3 separate regions of the Sus scrofa genome follow, and all the other regions are linked to region 1. Evidence: chromatin contacts called from public HiChIP or PLAC-seq data. All regions are on one chromosome and are shown on one strand. Each heading gives the region's core, a stretch centred on a gene start, on an enhancer-like site or on the middle of the called end of the contact. The rest is flanking DNA. Distances are from core to core; before and after follow the strand shown.

The links. HiChIP or PLAC-seq counts read pairs in DNA pulled down with a chosen protein or histone mark.
Region 2: an H3K27ac HiChIP or PLAC-seq map of alveolar macrophages shows a contact between it and region 1. The contact joins the promoter of NECTIN2 here to the promoter of PPP1R37 in region 1. A contact is called at or near these places in 1 of 47 Hi-C or Micro-C datasets (skeletal muscle) and 1 of 2 datasets of contacts at active chromatin or transcription factors (alveolar macrophages).
Region 3: a contact with region 1 is called in an H3K27ac HiChIP or PLAC-seq map of alveolar macrophages. The contact joins the promoter of MARK4 here to the promoter of PPP1R37 in region 1. A contact is called at or near these places in 1 of 47 Hi-C or Micro-C datasets (embryonic fibroblasts) and 1 of 2 datasets of contacts at active chromatin or transcription factors (alveolar macrophages).

The regions. Positions count from the first base shown.
Region 1 is chr6:51,521,025-51,525,319 of Sscrofa11.1, reverse strand. It overlaps PPP1R37 (protein phosphatase 1 regulatory subunit 37), which reads right to left and starts at 2,362. Exons shown (of 14, transcript XM_021094533.1): 1 at 1,819-2,362. The coding sequence starts at 2,020.
Region 2 is chr6:51,315,664-51,319,958 of Sscrofa11.1, reverse strand. It overlaps NECTIN2 (nectin cell adhesion molecule 2), which reads right to left and starts at 2,302. Exons shown (of 6, transcript NM_001097494.1): 1 at 2,212-2,302. The coding sequence starts at 2,302.
Region 3 is chr6:51,664,044-51,668,338 of Sscrofa11.1, reverse strand. It overlaps MARK4 (MAP/microtubule affinity-regulating kinase 4), which reads right to left and starts at 2,416. Exons shown (of 17, transcript XM_021094540.1): 1 at 2,047-2,416. The coding sequence starts at 2,097.

The sequences.
Region 1 (4,295 bases), core at 1,113-3,612:
CTTCCCCTGGCCCCAAGCCCACAAACGGACCAGCAGGTCTGCCCCTCTCCTGGAAGCCCGTGAAGCAGAAGCATCCAGGCCCCGCTTTCCTGGACTGGCCCCTCAAATGACCAGTATCACCTAACATCGGCCCCCCTGCAACCTTAGGAAGACTCGACCCGGCCAGTTTTCACTCGCCATCTTACGGAGTCCTCGCTGAAGCCCCGTGGCGTGGGTATTCCCACCGACACTTGGGAAAACTGGGGCTCCGAGGAGTTAAATAACCCGTCTGAGGTCAGGCAGTGGGTAAATGGGAGTCAGGATTCGAAGCAGAGCCCTGCTCTGCCTCTCCGGCTCTGAACTCCCTGGACTGGATACCACGCTACCACCAGGGCCGACTCCAACTCTTCCCTTCTTCAGACCCACTTCTCCAAGCCCTCCAACCCCAAAGTGACCACCTATCCCCCTTCAGACCCACTCCTCCAAGCCCTCCCCCGATCCCACCTATCCCCGGGGCGAGAGCACAGGGGCTTGGCTGGCTCCCAAAGCCAAGAACTTGAAATCGCCCTCCGCCTCTTTGACAACTGGCCAAGATGCCATTTATGGAGGCTCCGCGTGTGTTCAGCTTCCAGTTACCACATTTCCCACTCTCGCATCAAAGCCACCAATTCCTCCACTGCCCACAGACTAGCAACGGTTCCTCCTCTCTCCCCACGGCCAACAGACTGACTTGTGGAGAGTCACACAGCCAGGCCAATCCCTCTCTTGGTGGGCTCCATCCCAGAAGGCGGACACACCTCTCCAGGACTCGATACTGCCAGTCGTCTCTGGAGCGACTGTCCACCTTCCCAGCCCAACGGATAAAACACACCCCTCCAACTGTCCTTTCAGTCCCAACACTGAGTTGACCTTCCCCAGAGGACTTATAACCCAGGCACTCACTCTCTCTCTCTCCCAACATCTCAAGCCACCAAACTTCTTCAACCCTCTCACCTTCTACTGACCGGCATCTCCCATTCCCCAACTCTTTCTCAAGAGGGAAGAGAAAAAAGGAAAGGAAAAAAAAAAAAAAAAAAAAAAAGATCCTTCTAGAGCCAGGCTCCAAAGTTTCTCAGTTCCTGAATGACTGACAATGTTCTGCTTCCCTTTTTTGGGAGAGGAAGAGGAGGCAGGCAGTAACTTTTTCTTCCTAATGCCAAGATCCAAAACACCTCCTCTGACTATCTCTCACCCACCTCCCACCCCAAATTGACCAGCAACTCAGCTCCTTTATTTACTTCTCAGGAAGCTTATTTACCTTGATTCCCTCTTCTCAACCCCCAGATTTACTAACTCCTCTACAACCATAGGCCAGGTTTATTCCTCTTCCTCCTTTCACCCAAGGAAGGGAGCAACAAGACCACCCCTTGCCCTGAGGCTTGCAGGCCAGCGATTTAACCTCTTTCCATCCCCATGGGCCCATCAAACTCCTTCAACGCCCATGTTGACCCACTCTCCCTCCTCTAGCTGCTCTATCCTCCTTCGAGGGAACTACGAACTCAAAGCCCTCCTAATTTTCCATGCCACCAAACTTTCTTCCCTTGCTCACAGTTTTAATTCCTAAAACGATCGCCTTCAGCGTCCCTTGGAGTGGGGACGTGGGGAACAGGTATAAACCAGCTACTTCTCACCTTCCCAACCCAAGAGCCACCTCCTCTCTAACACCCTCCAGCTCTAAACTGACAACTCTCTCCTTAAACCGTCATTAGGTGCAACTTATTGAGCTCCACCTCTGTGCTGGGCGCTGCACCGACACCCAGGTCCCCCACCAGCCCGCCCCCGCGCCCCAGCCCTAGCTACCGTGTCTCCAGGGGTCTTTGGGTTCCACAGCTCCGGACACGATATCTTCGTCGGAGGGGAATGTGACGCGTTTGGCCGCAGCCTTGAGGCGCCCGTCGGCCGGGGGCGACGCGGGGCTGGGAGACCGGGCCTCGGCGGGGGCCTCCTCGGTTTCGCCGTCCGCGCCCGGCCCGGGCGGCGCCTCTTGCGGCGGGATCTCCATCGCCGCCACCTCCTCACGGGGGCCCCGGGGACATGCCCCGGGCCCCGGACTTGTCTCTCCGGACCCTCCCGCCGTCCCGGGGCATGGGCTCCGCCACTGCTTCAGGCGCCGCCTCCGTCCGCTCTCCTGGTCGTCGTAGTCGTCGCCGCCGGCAGCTCCGGCGCACCTCCCCCGAGCCCCGTGCGCGCCTGCTCGTTCGCAGCCGCACTTTCGTTAAGGGCCTGTGAACCCGTCTCGTATTCAGAAAAGCAGAAAATCACTTCAAGCTGTTTTCAGGTAGAGCTGTCTAGTGGGTTGTTTAAAGGGCAAACAAAAGGCAGAAAGGGCCACAGGAAAAAGAAGCGTGAGCGGTGAATCTGCAGAGCCGGAACTGCAGAGCGGGGGGGCGGGGCGAGGTGGACGCCGTCTCCCAGAGCAGCGCGCAAGCGCGAACCCGAGCCGCCCCCTCCCGCCCCCCGCGGGCCTCTCTCGTCACGAGCTCAGGCAACCGAGAAGGGAACGGAGTAGATAGAAAGAAAAGCCATCTGCTTGGTGGGGCTGGGCCAACCGATAAGGAGAGAAGGGGTGGAGAACTTGAAAGGAAAGGCGATAGGAACTGTGTTAATATATGAGTACAGGTTGTGGATGCTGACAGAAAGATCCTCTGCCTGGGGACAAGCCCGTCGCCACTTGCTAGTCTCTAGCCTTCTGTTTGCAGACTACAGTTTCAATAATAACTCTGTATTTGGATAGCGTTGTATAAAATACAATTTAAATTTAAAAACTAAGCGTTTCCTTGTGGCTTAGCGGGTTAAAGATCCCGAGTTGTCACTGCAGCGGCTTGGGTCACTGCTGTGGCACTGGCTCGATCCCTGGCCCAGGGAATTCCACATGCCTGTGCGGGTGCGGCCAAAATAAGAAAAAAATAAATTTAAAAACTAAAATATGAGCCACACTAAAATATTACAGCTCTGATTTAATTTTTTTAAAAACTAGACCAAAGAAGAAATGCCAAAAGCAAGGGGCGAATCTGCCACCCAAACTACCAGGCGATGGACCAGGTAGATTACTGAGCCAGTAGCAAACTAGCACGAACTCAAGCCACCCCCACACAAGTGCTCATCCAGGCGCTTAATATTCGCTCTCGCACTTTCGTCATGCTCTGCCAGCCTTTCCAGCCGCGGGGAGGGGTGGGTGGGCGGGGCTAAAACCAAAAAAGGGGACAAGAGGAGGAGCAAGCGACTCGTTGCCAAGGCAACTTGAAACCCTGGCCCAGGAATCGCCAGAGGTAGCGTTGTGAATGGACAAATGGGAGTTTAAGTTCTCCACGTGCTCCATTCAGCTTCACCACTGAAGACAGACAAAGCGAATCTCCTCTATATTTAATGGAACCTTCCCTTACATTTTTTCCTTTTGGCCACGCCTAAAGTTCTGGGCCAGGAATCCATCCCATACCACACCCGAGCCGCTGCAGCGACAACCGGGACCCTCAGCCCATTGAGTTACCAGCGAATCCCTTCACTTACATGTTTAAATTGATGTGACTATAAAGAGGGTAGAAATTACTTTTTTAAAGTAAATCTGCTGAGGAGTTCCCATCGTGGCTCAGTGGCTAACGAATCCGACTAGTATCCAAGAGGTTGCGGGTGTGATCCCTGGCCTCGCTCAGTGGGTTAAGGATCTGGCCTTGCCATGAGCGGTGGTGTGGGTCGCAGACACGGCTTGGATCCTGCGTGGCTGTGGCTCTGGCGTAGGCCAGCAGCTACAGCTCCGATTAGACCCCTAACCTGGGAACCTCCATATGCCGTGGAAGAGCCCTAGAAAAGGCAAAAAGACAAAATAAATAAATAAACCTGCTGGAAGACTACTAAGTAACGGGGCTAAGCTAAGCAAGTGATGAGGCCTGCCATGCCACACAGCTGGGGCAAAATGAAGAGGGGGCGAAGTTTCACCCTAACCCATAACCCCTCTGCTTTTCCTCAGTGGCGCCACCACACACGGTCCGACCAGTCCGCAGGGACTGGGAAGAGAATGGGCCTACCCAGAAGCCAGGCAATAGGAGGAGTGCTTGTGAGTGACCATGTGACTCAATGTGAGCCTTACCCCTGTCCATCCCCACCTACCTGAAAGAGAAATCAAATCCAAATCTCCCAAACCGGGCATCTGGTTCTCTCTAGCCATTCCCAGAGACTAGGAGAGTCCAATCCTCCCATTCCCTTGATGCGCCCTCCCCGTCCTGGCCCAGCTCCACTGGGCTCAGCTCCTGGATAACCACCCTTCCACTCCCCAAATCTGG
Region 2 (4,295 bases), core at 1,053-3,552, 210 kb after region 1:
CTCCCCAGGATGCGAGCAGACACCCCCCCCCCCGTTCCCCCGGTTCTCCCCAGTCCAGTCCTCCTTCCCTAACAAGAAGAGACAGCAGGCAGCGGTCCCCTCTCCTTCCATCCCCCTCCACTACCATGGGGCTGCCTGGCTGACAGGGATGAGCAGTGAAAGCTGGGAGGACTGGGGAGGGGAGCTGGCCCAGTAAGAAGCCCAGGTGGTGCCCCCTCATTCCTGGGGGCCAAGGAGGGGGCAGGCGGAGGCGCTGGGGACAGGGAGACAGAGACGGATGGAAAGGAGACAGTGAGGGCGAGAAAGGAGGAGAGAAAGAGCTTGGAGAGAGATTAGAGAGCCAGAGGAGCTGAGAGGGAGAGGGTGAGAGACAGAGAGAGGAAGAAGGGGGGGAGTGAGGGAAGGAGCAGAGGGAGAGAGAGGAGAGGGAGGGAGAAAGGGAGGGGAGAGAGAGCAGAGAGCAAAAGCACTAGGATGGAGGGTCAGGAAAGGGGAAGACCTCCCCATCAAGTGCCACCCCTAAATCCTCCCAATGGCCTTGCAGGAAAGAACTATGATATCTGCTGTGCTAAGGAGGAAATGGAGGCTCAGGGCCGCTTGCTGAAGCCCTCGGGAGGAGGGGGGCGGGGGGAGTGGTGCTGTTCTCAAAGTCTCTTCTGTGTCTCTGCCATCTGAAGGCTGGGTCCTCCTGGGTCTGGAGGATCCTGGGAAAGGCTCTCAAGTCTGCAGGTGGCTGTGGATCCTGGGAAAGCGGTTTGCCCTTTCTAAGACTCTGTTCCCTCCTCTGCAAAATGGGAACAGGAACTGAACCTGTCTCCTGGGGGTGATCCGGCGCCTTCCACAAGACCACGCACCGAGTCCCCACCGGGTGCAAGGGGGGAGGGGTGGATTCTGAGCATTCTCCTAGAGGTGGCGGGGTCTGACTTTATCTCCCTATCTCCCACACAAGAGGGAGAGGCAGGTGATGGAAGCGGCAGTCCCTGACTCCAGGTGGAATCTGGGAGACAGTTCAGAGACCTGCTGGGAAAAAAGACCAGAGGCAAGACCAGAACTTCCCCAAGTTGCCTCCGCACTTTCTGGTAAACCTTTGGGAAACTCCAGTACACTAAGTTTCTAGCTGGGAATAAACAGCCCAGTCACCTGCAAGGGGCGGGGCCGGAGCCTCCTTCACCTGTTTCCTCCCAGCCCCTCCCTCTCCTAGGTCTGCGCCCCTCCCCTCTGGGAGGTGGAGGGAACAGGAGGGGGCTAGAGCGGAGGGAGAGAGAGGGGGGATTAGGGCGGCGTCTCCTCCCGTCCACCCCCCGCAGCGGCTCCGAGGACAAAGGCACGACTACAGGAAAGATAAGGTCCCGAAACCGGGAGTCTGGAACCGGGAGCCAGGAGAGCCCCCGCCCGGCCCGGCCCGGCCCCGCCCGGCCCGGCCCGGCTCGCCCAAAGTGAAACCCGGAAAACTTCCCTAGGGGCCTCCCCGCCGACGGCTCACAAGGAACGGGAAGGGTCCCGGCCGGCGGGACTCGGCCTCCTTAGTCTACCTGAAACACAGCCCACCGAGCCTCCAGTTTCCAGGCAGGGCCTCAGGCCCTGCATTTTATCTAGTACCCGAGTCGGGATTCCTGCCCACATGTGTATCTGCATCTCACGAGACATTCCAATGCCCCACAATTAAATCTGGAGCCCAGGAGACAGGGCGTTTGCCCTCCCCTTCTCCCAATTCTGTCTGGCACCGAGCAGACAGAGCCCTCGGCTCACCACACGGAACTCCTAAGTTTGAGCCCTTCCTGCCCTCAACTCTACCAGGACCCCGGCGTCCGTAGCCCCTAGCCTTCACACTACCTGGCACCCAAGAGACAGAGCTCTCACCCTCTAATTTTTCTGAGGCCCAGGAGTCAGCCCCAGTCCCTGGTTTTCTGGGGCCCGGGAGTCAGAGCCTCGGGAATCCTGAGGCCCGGGATTGGAGCCCTCAGGCCCTTCCCCAGGTCGCCCGAATTGTCATTCTTGGCCCTCCAAGAGGCCCAAAGTGCTAGTTCCCCGCCCCTCTCGAGGACCTCGGCATCTGGCTCCCTGCCCTCAATTCTCCCCAGGCCTCAGACTCCCAACTCCAGGAGAAGGAAAGATTGGGGGGGGGGGTCTCGATTCATCATCTCGACCCTCTGCTGGGGTGGGGAAGGGGAGGGGTTCGCGCGCGCCAGGGAGGCGTCTGCGGTTTCTCACGGGTTTCCCGGAGCAGTAGTAGCAGCAACGGCAGTAGCGGCAGCGTCGGCGGCGACAATCTTGACGGCGGGAGGGCTGCGGCCCGGGCCATGGGGGGCCCGGGGAGGGGGACCGGGACCGGGCGGGGGCCTGAGGGCCACTCTGCGAGCGCCAATCGGTTGAGAGGACGACCAGGTGCCTGGGTGGCTCTGGCTCCCGGCCGGTTCCTGCCGCGCTCTCTTCTCCCGGCTTGGCTCTCGCTGCCTGGCTCTTCCAGCTCGTTGCCCCCCGGTTCCTAGCTTCTTTCTGGCTTCGGACTCGCTGACGTCACAGGATCCACCCCTTTCCTCCCCCCAAGAGCCGACCCGATCCCAGGCTCCGGCCACGCCCCCTCATGCTGTTCTGACCCGCCCCCTCCTGGGAGGCCCTGTCCGCGCCTCCCCAGGATTCAACGCCCGCCCCGCCCCCAGCATTCCTCTCCCTCCCCTTCCTGCTCCTCCCCAGGATTCCAAGTTCGCCCTTCCCAGGGTTCTTTGATCACAGCCTCCTTGCCCCAGAATTCTATCTTTGCCCTCTCCCAGCGTTCAAGCTCCGCCCCCTAGCGTTATTGCCACGCCCCTTTACTCAAGGTTGCCCTCGTGCCCCGCCCCCTGTCTAAGGGGCGCTGTAGTCACGCACGCGTCGGAGCTTTCGGCTGTCTCCGCCCCCGTGAGGCTCCGCCTTTCGCGGTGCACCCCGCCCACCCGTTCTCCGCCCCTTCTCGGGAGCTCAGTCCTGGCCTCGGCCCCGCCCCAAAGACTAACCCGTCCCCTTCAGTTTTAGTCCCTGCCTTCTCGTCACACCTGCGTGAGGAGCGTGGGTTCTCATAGGCCCGCCCCCCTGGAACCCCGCCCCCACGCAGAGTCCCCACCCCCTTCCCTGCCTCTCGAATTCCCTAGTTCTCACCCCGTGCCTACTGTCGTTCGTATCTGTGCGCATCTCAGCCTGTCCTCGTCGCTTTCTAATCTCTGCTTGGGACTCTAGGAGTCGCTGCATCGTTTCTTTTTAAATTTCTCTTTTAGTGTCTCTTTGTGTCTATTTTTTGCCTTTCTTTTTCCGTCCCTGTTTCTCTATCTCTGGGTTTTTCAGTCTTCACGTTTCGCTGTCACTTTGTGTAGCTGGTCTCTTTCTTTCTGGTGTCTTTCTATTGCTGTTTCTGTGTCACTTGATCCTTGTCTCTTTTCCATCCCTTTGTCTCTGTCTGCGTCTCTGGGTCTCTGTCTTCCTCTATGTGTTCCTATCTGTGTCTCTCTGCCTCTTTCTGTGTCTGTCTCTGTCCTTATGTCTCAATGGGTGTTTCGGTGTCTCTTTCCGTGTCTCTTGTTTCTCTCTGCGTCTCTCTTAACCTCCCTTCCCTCTCCGCATCCCCCAGTCCTCTCGGGTGTCTGGTCCTCACCAGTTCCTTTCCGCGGCCGCCCGCCAGGGGGCAGCACAGACCAGCCCCCCGCATTCCGCTGGCCCTGCCGCCCGGCTAGGGCCTCCAGACACCGTTGGTCCCTCCCCGCGTCCTTGTCCCACTTCTCTTATCTTTCCAGCCTCCTTGCGTCTTTGTTGTCTCTCGCTCTGACTCGGCCCCTTTGTCTCTCCTCAGAGGCTCCCGCTTCTCCCCACCCCCACCTACCTCTTCACATTCTTTGGGCTGCGGAGGTGGCGGGGAGCTGGTGAGGCCACCCAGCGTGTAGGGGTGAGGGGGGGAAGCAGGAGGCCAGAGGGAGGGGATGCCACTGAGCTCCTGAAATCCTTCGGTTCCTGTTCATCTGAATGAAAACTGATCAGCTGGGGGCAGATGCCTGGGAACTTCTTGCTTTACCAAAAGGAACGTCCCCCTCCGAACTTGCCATCCTTTCCACCTGCTGCACACCTGAGCTTTCTTCCCCAGATGGGCAAGATCTTAAGTCGTGGAGACTGTTTCTGATGGGCATTCACATCTTGGTAATAATACTTTTTTTTCTTTTTCCTTTTTGTCTTTTTAAGGCCGCACCCGCAACACATGGAGATTCCCAGGCTAGGGGTCCAATCGGAGCTGTAGTCGCTGGCCTATGCCACAGCCACAGCAATGCCAGGTC
Region 3 (4,295 bases), core at 1,167-3,666, 140 kb before region 1:
GGGGGATCCAGGGCCGTCTGACTCATAGCCACACAATAGCAGCAAACACGTGTGGAGCGCGGCCCATCCGTCCCGTGCGTCAGGCTTCAGCCGGATCATCGCGAGTAATCCTCTGAGGGACTCAGGTGATCACCCCCATTTATTTCCCAGGGCAGGAAACTGAGGCCCGGAAGGCGAGAGCCAGTGGTCTGAGGTCACAGGGCAACGTGGCTGGCGGAGCCGGCACTTGAACCCAGGCCTGTGGGCTCCCTGCCACTTCCTCGAGTGACTGGGGTGGGGTGGGGGGGCGGGGGCCAGAGGCGGGCTTCTCATGGGAGACTCCAAACCAGAGCCTGGCTTATAGTGTGACGGGTGGCAATGGGGGTGGTGATGGCGGCTCTCTGGGGAGGGGAGGGGGGAGTCCAGCAAGATGAAGGGGCAGAGATAAATCGATCTGGTGGGCATCTGGGGTGAGGGTGGCTGGGGATTGGCAGGGGCCCAGCAGAGGCCTGGGGGAATGGGACAAAGACCCCAGCTGGGGAGGAGTCTGGCATTGGTTGGTGGGAGGGTCTTTAGAAGCGCTGAGAGTAATCAGAAATCAGGGGAATGAGGGGAGGGTCTCTCTGGGATTGTTCTGGGCTGTGGTGGAGGGACAGGGGTGCCTGGGAACAGTGGGAGGGGTCCAAGCCATGGGACAGTGGAAGTCAGGGGCTAAAGATACCTGAGCCAGGGGTCTGGGTCTTGAGGAAACTCCTAGAAGTCAAAGAAGGGGGTTCCTAGGAGCAGTCCCTGGAACCAGAGAGAGGTTCAGGGGCCTGAAATCCTGGGGAAGGGGCTTCCAGGATAAGGAACAGGTCAAAGGAATAAAGACAGAGCCTGGTGGGGGCGGGGGGTCAAGAGGCCTAGAAACTTGGGGAGAAGGCTTCCAGCCAACAGACCCCAAGAGAAAGGGCCTAGAGCCAGGGCAAAAGCAGAGGCTTCGAGTCCAGGAGTCTTCTGGAAAAAGCATCCAGGGTCAGGCCTTGGGAGCTGGGGAAGGACTCTGAAGCTGAGGAGGGGGCTTCACTGGGAGGCCAGACCCCTGGCAAGGAAGACGGAGGCCCTGGAGCAGCAGAAGGGATAGGGGCCTGGGGCTCTAAGGCATGAGGCGGTGTCTTGTGAGGAGGGGCCTGGCCTAGGAGGGGGGTCAAGGGGCCGGGGGCGCCAGGGGCACCGGGAGGAGGCTTGCCTGAAGTGGAGGAGCTGATACAGGGAGCATGAGGCCTGGAGTCCGTCTAGTCCAGGGCCTAGAAATCCAAGACTGAGCTGGGGGCCTGGAGTTGGAGGCCAAGGCTTCCTGGGAGAGCAAGAGACCAGAGCGGGTCTGGGGGGATCTGTGGGGACCAGAGGTGTTGGGAATCCATGGACAGGGCTGCTTGGAAGATGGGGACCAGGCCTGGAAGTGGAGAGACCTTGAACAAGCTAGAAGGGCCCTGGGCCCAGGAAAGGTGGAACCGGTTTCCTGTGAGGGGGAGCCCACAGGAGCCAGGAGGGGATCTCCGAGGGGCGAAAGGCTGGGAATGAGAGACAGGGTGGTGGGGGGGAGATCCTGGGGCGCCCGCCACCCAGGTCCAGACAGGGAAGGCCAGAGGCAGAGGCAGGACGGAGCCAGGCCTTCCCAGAGAGGGCCGGGCTGGGCCTTGGGGTCAGGAGCCCGGCACACCCGAGAGGGGGCCAGTTGTCCGATGCGGAAGGCCTGGAGGGGAAGGGGCTTAGGAACCTGCGGGAGAAGGGAGGGGCTCCTGGAAGGCAGGGGAGGGGGCTTCCTGGAGAGAAGAGACCCGAGCGGAAGCGGTCTGCAAGGGATAAGAGAGGGGTCCCGGGAGAGGGGCGCCCCCAGGGGTCGGGCTGGGCTGAGGAGTGGGGGAGGGTCGAGCGGCCTGGAAGTCCAGGCGGGGGTCGGAGGTGGCGCGCGCGGGGTTGGGCTGGGGAAACGAGGGTAGGCGCTCGCGGCGAGGGACACGGCAGGGCGAGGGGTTCGGCGGCCGGACCCAGCCGGGGCTCCCCAAGGGGCCGAGCCCCACTCACCGTGTCCGAGTTCCGATCGTTGCCCGGGGCCATCGCCGTCCGCGAAGACATTTTCTCCGGGTCCCAGGGGACTGGGCGGCCAGGTCGGGGGGGGGGCGGGGGTCCGGGGGGGGGTCCCCTCTCTGCCCCTCCCCCCCCACCGGCCTGGAGACGCGAGCTCAAAAGCTGGGCGCCGTGGACACCCGGGTTCGCGCCGTGGGAGAGGGGGCAGGGCGGGGGAGGGAAGGGGGTGCCTAGGGTCCTAGTGGCCCCGCACAGCTCGGGCTGGGGGCGCCATGGGGGCGGCGGGCAGGCCGGCGGGCGGGGGCCAGGGAGGGGGCGCGGAGCCGGCCCGGGCGGCGGCGGAGGGAGGCGGTGGAGGGGCCGGGGAGGAAGGGACGTCAGGGGGAGGGGCGGGCAGGGCGGGGCTGCCGAGACCCCGCCCCCTGCCGCCAGCACTTAAAGGCGCAGGCCCCGACCGGCCGGGGGGCTCTGGGGGCGGAGGCACGTCTGGGCGCGTTCTCGGGGAGTCTGTTCTCACGGGAGAGTACAGACTCATCGGAGGAGAAGGGGAGAGAAACATCAAGGCAGAGAGCCAGAGGCGCACAGAAAGATACTGAAAGAGGCAGAGACAGACGCAGAGACAAAAAGACAGAGAGACAGGGGTAGGGGGAACACAGAGACACAAAGAGATGGAAAGACATTCAAGGAATGGAGAGACAAAAAGAGAAAGGCAGAAAGAGGGAGAAACGTAGGGAAAGAGAGGCACATACAGAGAGACAGAAGGAGAGACAGAGACACAGAGAGCGACAAAGACTGAGAGACTCGCACGCGGAGACAGAGACAGGGATGCAGAGACCGGTGAAGAGAATGGAGATAAAGCGACAGAAATAGACCGAGAATCCCCCCAGAGGCAAGAACCCGGCAGGCGGCGCTGTCCACATTCTCCCTCCCAGTCCCCTCCTCCCCAGTCCGGGAAGCTCTGGGGACCAAGGGCTAAGGGTGCTGGGGGGAATGGTGTCTGGGCGGAGCCACTGGGGAAGGGTGACCAACCTCTCCAGCAATGCTGCCTCCCAGCTCGCAGAAAACTCCAGACCCCGAGGTTGTGGGCTGCAGCCTCCTCTCCTCTGCACCGGAGCTGGGGTTCCAGGACTCTGTCCACGTATTTAACTCTTGGCAGGGATTTGATCTTTCCACGCCTCAGTTTCCCAGTCTATAAAGTGAGGGCGGGGAACCAACATGTTACCTTCCCCCAAGGGCTGAAGCTGGTGCACACGAACCCCAGGCAAGTATTCACCTCAGAGCGGGCCACTCTCTGGATGGGCCAACTGAGGACAGAGAGGGCAAAGGCTTTCCTGAGGTCACATGATCTCGTGGGGACCACCCTCTGGACCAGTGTGGGATGAAGGAAAGGGAGGCATGGCCAAGTCCTGGCTTGGGATCTATGCCCTGTCTGTCCCTTTCTGTTCGAACAACTTCCTGAGCCTCAGTTTCCCGTTCTAAGAAATGGGCGTGACAACAACAGCAGTGTGCTGGAGCCACCCCAAGCAAGCTGATTGTTTTGAAATCTCAGGAGTTTTGGAACCGGTGGTTAAACGGCCATTATTTAAAAATAAATCATGCAAACATACAATTAAATATTTAAAACAAAGGTAATAAATACTCATCACATCCTAATTATTTTACTACGTTTTACTATCATGTGTGATCTTGAGGTTATTTGCATCTATCGTATCTGCCCAGTGAAACTAAGGGGTGACTGCTCCTCTCTTCCCTGACAAACGCTTTCAGTAGCGTCACCTTGGTAGCTTGAACTGAGCCATGAAAGGAATATTTACACCATGGAAATTGGCAAGTCCTGCAAAACAAGTCTTTCCACACACACCCCCTACACACACCCTGCTCCCCAGAGAGCTGGTTGTTACACACCAGTATATCACTATCAACTACATGGACAGAGGCTTCCTCTGTGAAAGCTTCTGAGCATCTCATCCTTTCTGACCCACGCTGAGGCTGGACCAGCCTTATCACCCCCACTAAGAAAAAGTACTTGCTGAAGGTCACACAGCTGGGGAGCAGCAGGGCTGGGATTTGAACACAAGTGTCTCCAAACTCCAGAACTTGGGCTCTTGACCGCTAAGGTTTCCCGTCCCTGGATAGTAAACCTCAGTCTGCAACAAATTAACGAGCCTATGGAAGTAAAGGGCTTCACGTGGGACCAGATTAGGGAACAGATTAGAATTTCTTAAATGGGTGGTAGTATTATAATT